Linked DNA regions of Anas platyrhynchos: region 1 is linked to region 2. The links are chromatin contacts, called in public Hi-C maps. All regions are on one chromosome and are shown on one strand. Each heading gives the region's core, a stretch centred on a gene start, on an enhancer-like site or on the middle of the called end of the contact. The rest is flanking DNA. Distances are from core to core; before and after follow the strand shown.

Evidence for each region. A called contact is a pair of places that touch in the nucleus more often than the background predicts.
Region 1: a Hi-C map of subcutaneous adipose tissue shows a contact between it and region 2, with 2.1 times the contacts expected there. The contact joins two enhancer-like sites. A contact is called at or near these places in 4 of 8 Hi-C or Micro-C datasets (F1 follicle, liver, skeletal muscle and 1 more).

What each region holds. Positions count from the first base shown.
Region 1 is chr1:47,692,622-47,695,447 of IASCAAS_PekinDuck_T2T, reverse strand. All of the region lies in intron 4 of LOC110351475 (a long non-coding RNA gene), which reads right to left. Among named protein-coding and RNA genes, the nearest start is that of EEA1, 28 kb to the left of the region's middle. Within about 2 kb of position 1,542, at least 1 of the 8 cell types and tissues checked has an H3K27ac peak or open chromatin away from gene starts, as enhancers often do. A contact at or near this core is called in subcutaneous adipose tissue, where this site is marked.
Region 2 is chr1:47,566,007-47,568,837 of IASCAAS_PekinDuck_T2T, reverse strand. All of the region lies in intron 2 of NUDT4 (nudix hydrolase 4), which reads left to right. Among named protein-coding and RNA genes, the nearest start is that of NUDT4, 18 kb to the left of the region's middle. Within about 2 kb of position 1,422, at least 1 of the 8 cell types and tissues checked has an H3K27ac peak or open chromatin away from gene starts, as enhancers often do. A contact at or near this core is called in subcutaneous adipose tissue, where this site is marked.

The sequences.
Region 1 (2,826 bases), core at 293-2,792, 130 kb before region 2:
CCCAGGAGGATGCATCAGATGTGTGGGATCTCCAGGTGTCGGCACTTTCTTTGATATCTGCATTGCTGCAGCTACAGGGAAAGCTACGCTGTCTTCTGCTCCCTGCTTTGTGCATGAAAATAAACATCGGTCTCAACACCAGCATCACAGCACAAAGAAGGAAACAGAGGTAGGTATACAGTCAATGTGCCCATGCAATCTACTTCCAACACACGGTGGCCTTGAACCAGAGAGCTGATAAATGGCTGTGAGGGACAGTCCCGCATCACTGAAGGCACTGCCTGCTTTGCCACTTGCTATGCAACAACAGGCTCAGAAGCATGGGTATCACAGAAAGTGACAACAGAACAGGTAGGGGGTTGTCTAATGTTTCTGCCTAGACAACATCCTTTCAGCTTTCACATTATTTACAATTAAGCTGTAACAAATCAAAATACAACAGTACTCAGTGCCACATTCGCAAATCTTACTTAAGAAAAAGGTAAAAAAGAGTAAAGGAAAGTCACAAGTGTGTTCCTCCTACTAAGGAAAACAGGGATGGATGTGTTGTGGCTTTTACTATGTTCAGCATACCAGATGGTCAGAAGGCCTCTACCTCTTTTGAACAGTAGTGATCTTAACTCTGTATTCATCTCTTGAAAAAATACAACTGCAAAAGCATCACAGATAAATTCAAAAGATGAGGTGCCAAATTTACAAAGCCAAAGGATGTCTGAAACAGGACTTAAGTTTGTATCATGGAACCAGAAAATATTTCAGTTTGGAAGGGATCTCTTCAGGTCATCTATCCAATTCCCTGCTCAAAGCAGGTCCATTGCCAATAGTCTATCAGGTCACTCGATCAGGTTTGCCCTCGCTCTGAGAGCACTTTCTTGTGACTGAGGCTTTGGCAGCCATGATGTTTTTGCCAGCTGAAGCCATTCCTACTCCATGTCCAATCCAGCTTCTTGCACTGCCCTCCCAGCACAAACATTTGTGTAGTCTCCTAAGGAAGTGATTCAGCTGAAATATAATCTGGACCTCCAATATAATAATCTTTTTTTAGCTGGACCAGTTCCCCAGTCCAATTTATTCAGCAGTTCTACTCACAACTGTGCTAGCATGGTGGGGTGAGAGCCAGACAAGGACAAGCAGCCAAGTGGAGGAAAGGAAAGGAGGAGGAAGGAGGGAGGAAAATGCCTGCCTAAGCCAGAGCTGCAGATTAATGAATTCTATGCCAAGCCCAACCCTCAGAGAAGCAAGAATCAGCTCCCGGTCCAGCCCCTTCACAACTACGATTTCCTCTCTCTACAAGGGGAACTTCTGTACGAGGACTTAACAGAGTATGCAGATATAGATGAAAGACATAATAAGTACTGCTTATTTTCTATTTTCACATCCATTGAACTCAGGAGGGGAATTCTCTACCAAATATATAGGAGCCAGGTGAATCTGCACATCTGTTAGAAAGCAGAAGCTAGCACAAAGTTGGCCTGAGCAGAAGCATAAACGAAGCAGAATTTTCCAAGTGAAATAGCCAGACTGGCTGAGCTGCAGAACCCAGGGTGTCTCCACCCAGCATCTTGTGGAAAGGCACTCTCTTCAGATTTAGATCAAGCCTGAACAAAGCTGGAATCAACTCACCTACTTTGGATCCAGCTTTCCTATTTTTCACCGTATTTCCATATTTGTCAAAAAAAAACTCAAGACGTTATTCAAAATAACTGACAAAGAGAGCAACCCCTGATCACAATATTCTGAGTAAATTCCATAGTAGTTCTTGATTGGTACTGATGTGCTGAACGTTTCTTTATGCAATTGATCTTCATTAGCATTACTGCCAACGTGAAAAAAAAAAGACCTGATTCATCCCATCTAGCAGTAGGTATTTAATGCAGACATCTGAGTTGGAATCCCAGTCACACTAGTCTTTCTGTGTAGTCCATGAAGAATGATAAGCACCTGAGTGATAATTCATCCTGACACCTAGCTTATCAATTCTGCATGAGCCCAACAGAATTCAAGACTGCCCTATGAGCACTACTCAGCCCCTCATGCTCATCATAGGTCAGTGAGAGGCTAGATGCAACCTAAAGAAAGTCTGTGAGCAGACATCTGAGTCTGTTCTCAGTCTCTCATTTCTACTCACTGGAGTTGAAAACATAATTTGTAAGCCAAATACAAAGTAAACTAAATCTTGAGGTGCCAGAGACTATGTTTATTAAAATCAACACAATAATGAAGCCTGAGCTGATATTTTGAACTGCATGACTGACACTGAACAGCCCAGATTTGAGGATAATATTCCTAAACAGAGTAAAATATTCCCATATAGACTCAGCAGAAGCTGAAGTCTCCAATTAGGCCAGACTCTTATTGTTACTTCAACTTTAACATTAAATGTATCCCTGGAAAGACTTCCAGTCCTAGCAAATATGGAAGAAAGAACAAGTTCGTGGTTCTTAATTGTCAAAATTCCTAATACATTTCAGCGGTTCCACACAAGCAACACAGAAAAGCTGCCTTACCAGCAAGGAAGGGCTTTGACTAGAAACCTGTACCAAACTGTCAGCCTCTAATCACAGCTATATCACTGATTTCAGGTACAAATTAAAGGTGGTTACGAGAGCCAAGGCCCATGGATCAAAAATATCTAAGTACATAATAGACTCATCGTACATATGTTATACACAGACCTACACAAATCAAACTCTACTGGCAATATTTCTCAGTTAGTATCAGGAACATATTTGCATTTCCTTTTTAATAGAATACAGTAGTTAAAATTAATATGTTCCCTTCTTAAAGTATTAAGAGTAACTTAATTTTCTAGGATTGATTCTATGG
Region 2 (2,831 bases), core at 173-2,672:
AAGGAAAGTGCCACTTTTGATCAAAAGCCAGCATGGTATTCAGGGCTTTGACTTGAATCATGGAAATTCATACTAACCTTTCTAGAGATGGATGTCCTTTCTATTTTTATACTAAGGTCAGTATCACCTGGCAAGCTGGTTACAGTGCAGTGAAGTGAACTGTTAAGGGTTTTGTGAATGAATAAACTTCAAAGCAGGCACACTGTGGCACTGGTTTGAACTGTGTTTCTTCAGTCTTGGGTCATGCATAAACTAACCGTCAGTTACCATTAATTTATTAAAACGGAGAAACAGATCGTGGGTGTTGTAGTGGCAGTTCCTAGTGGTAGGAGTGTTAATAGTTCACAGTACGAGAGCCCACTGGCTCTAAAAGTCCCTTGGTTCCCCACCAAAATGGAGCATTTAAAATCCTTGTTTTAAAACACAGACGAAGATCAAATGTAGTCAAATATGTATGCACTGCAGTCCTACAGTCAGATTGTGTGACTTCAGATTTTTTTTTTTATCCTTAAGCTCTGTTTGTATTGGGGTTTTTACATCTAGTAAATAATGTTTCTGCTTTATCATTGTTATTTTCTATAAATTGAACATCTGTCTTTTATGGGTTATAGTAGCTAAGATTCCTTAGGTAACAATTCCTTTGGTACAAGTTTGTACAAACCTGAAACTAGGATAACAAAGTGAAATTACAGTATAAAGCAGTCCCAGAAACATATTAAACCTTGTTTAACTGTGGAGCTACTTTGTTAGTGAATTTGGAGCTTAGTCTTCAACAAGGTAGTATGAAAGGTAGAAATGGGAATTGCTTGCACACAGGGTGTTCAAAGGGAAACACAACAGAAATAATGGTGATTAAATGATTACGATCTTCCTCTCAAAAGGAATAAACACCCTCCCGTTCCCTTTTCTTCCATCTCACTAAAAAGACTCTTGCTCTATTTGTACCTAGTAGTATACTGAATTGCCAGCCAAAAAACATTCAATTCCTCCCTGACCTGTGGGAATACAGCTTCTGAGAAGAGGAGGCAGATTCTGATGGTTAATCTGCTGCAGCAGTGTAAGTGCCAGTAATGTTATCTAAGACCTCTCAAAGGAAATAAAGGAATCTGCTTTAGTGAGCAGCTAATAGTTGAAAAATGATTGGGTGTTCCAGACTGGAACTATGTAGATACTTAAAAGAAAAAAATAACATCCTTTCAAATTAAAGATTTTGACAGGCACAATGAAACACTGAGTTCTATAAAAGTATGCAGAAGAGAGCAAGGGTAGCCTTGCACTGTCTTTTCAGGAGAGTAGCCAGTAAAGTACTATCCAACAGATCCCACAGTTAAAATAACTCTTCTGTATTGCAGATTTTAAGCAACTTTCTGCCCTGGTAGACTGTTAGCCTAAAAATAAAATTCCAGTGTGACTCTTGCTCCATCTACAGGAAACCCAAGGCAAGCATGACTGCACCTCCTGCAGGGCAGTGGATCAGGATCGGCCAGCAGTGAGTGACCTCCAGGCCAAAAAAAATACGAGATAAAGTGTTTACTCCTGCGGTTGGATTTAGACTTAATATTAAATACATGTATACATTCAGATTTAAGGAATCTGAAATAGAAGAAATCTACCTGGTGCTTATAGACATGCAGTAACTTGTCTGATAAAGGAAATGCTGTTTATTCAAACTTCCTCTTGAAGTTTAGTGTCTTCAAGTAGCCTTTGGATTTTTTTTATTTAAAAAGCTGTGTTTTGTTTTAACAACATAATGGCTGTGGGAAGAAAGATGAAATTGTTCAAACTCTAGAATTTGCTATCGTGTTGAGTTAAAAGCTTAAAACTGGGAGTGTAGGAACTTTATTTGACATTCCAGGAAAAAGATAAAGCATTTCTTGGTCCTCTAGGACTCATTTATGATTTATTTTGAAGTTACTATGTAAAGGAAAGAACCTGGAGGAAATATTTTTGTTAGCAAAAGTACTTTTTAATGGTCTGTCAATTTAATGGCACTTTTTAAATTATGAAGATGATTCAGTCAAGGTCAGAATAGATTATTTGCAGAGGAAAAAAGTTATGAGACTTTTGTCTCTGTTAGAAGTTGCTGCCTTTTTATATTTTGGGGTATGAAAGTTTTGAAAAATGCTTCTGTCTGAAGGAATGGTGCTACGTTTTGGAAGCATGTATCTTTTGCCTAGAGATTAACTAGAAATCAGTGAGAGATCACATCTACGTGACACCATCTGGTTGGGCAAAAGCTTCATTCTGAGCTTTGGGGGATTTTTACACTTAATGTCATGGAGTGCAGCTAATTGTTTCATTCACAGTTACTCAGTTGAGTATTTGTTTAAACCACTGATTTGTATGGAGGGAGAACAGAAGCTGTTAAAAAGTAAATTCCTTGTGCTCCTTGTGAAATTGATGATAGATTCACATTGTGAATATGGGACACTAAGAAATGGAGAGAAAAAGAAAGCTCTGCAAGAAAGCTATTTAATATTGGTAATGGTGTTTGTGCCATGTGTTAGTTAATTTTGAGACTCCCACTCACTAGTTCAGAGAAATTCTCCTGTGTTTCTTGTGATTTTTTTTTTTGTCTGTCAGCATTCTTGTTGTCAGAGTCCTGCCCGTGATAGTAGTGGATGTAAATGCTTTCCCAGATCTTTGATATAAATAAGGCCTTGGCTAATTCTAAACTCCTGAAAGTTTGGGAGGATGTTTTTGGGTGGCTTTCTTTTTTTTCATTTATTTCAAGTAGAAATCTTGAAGAATATAGTGATTCCTAGATTTTGCTGCTTGAGAAGAAGGGCAAAAACTGAGGATAGACATTAACTTCTGGCCTCTTTAAGTTC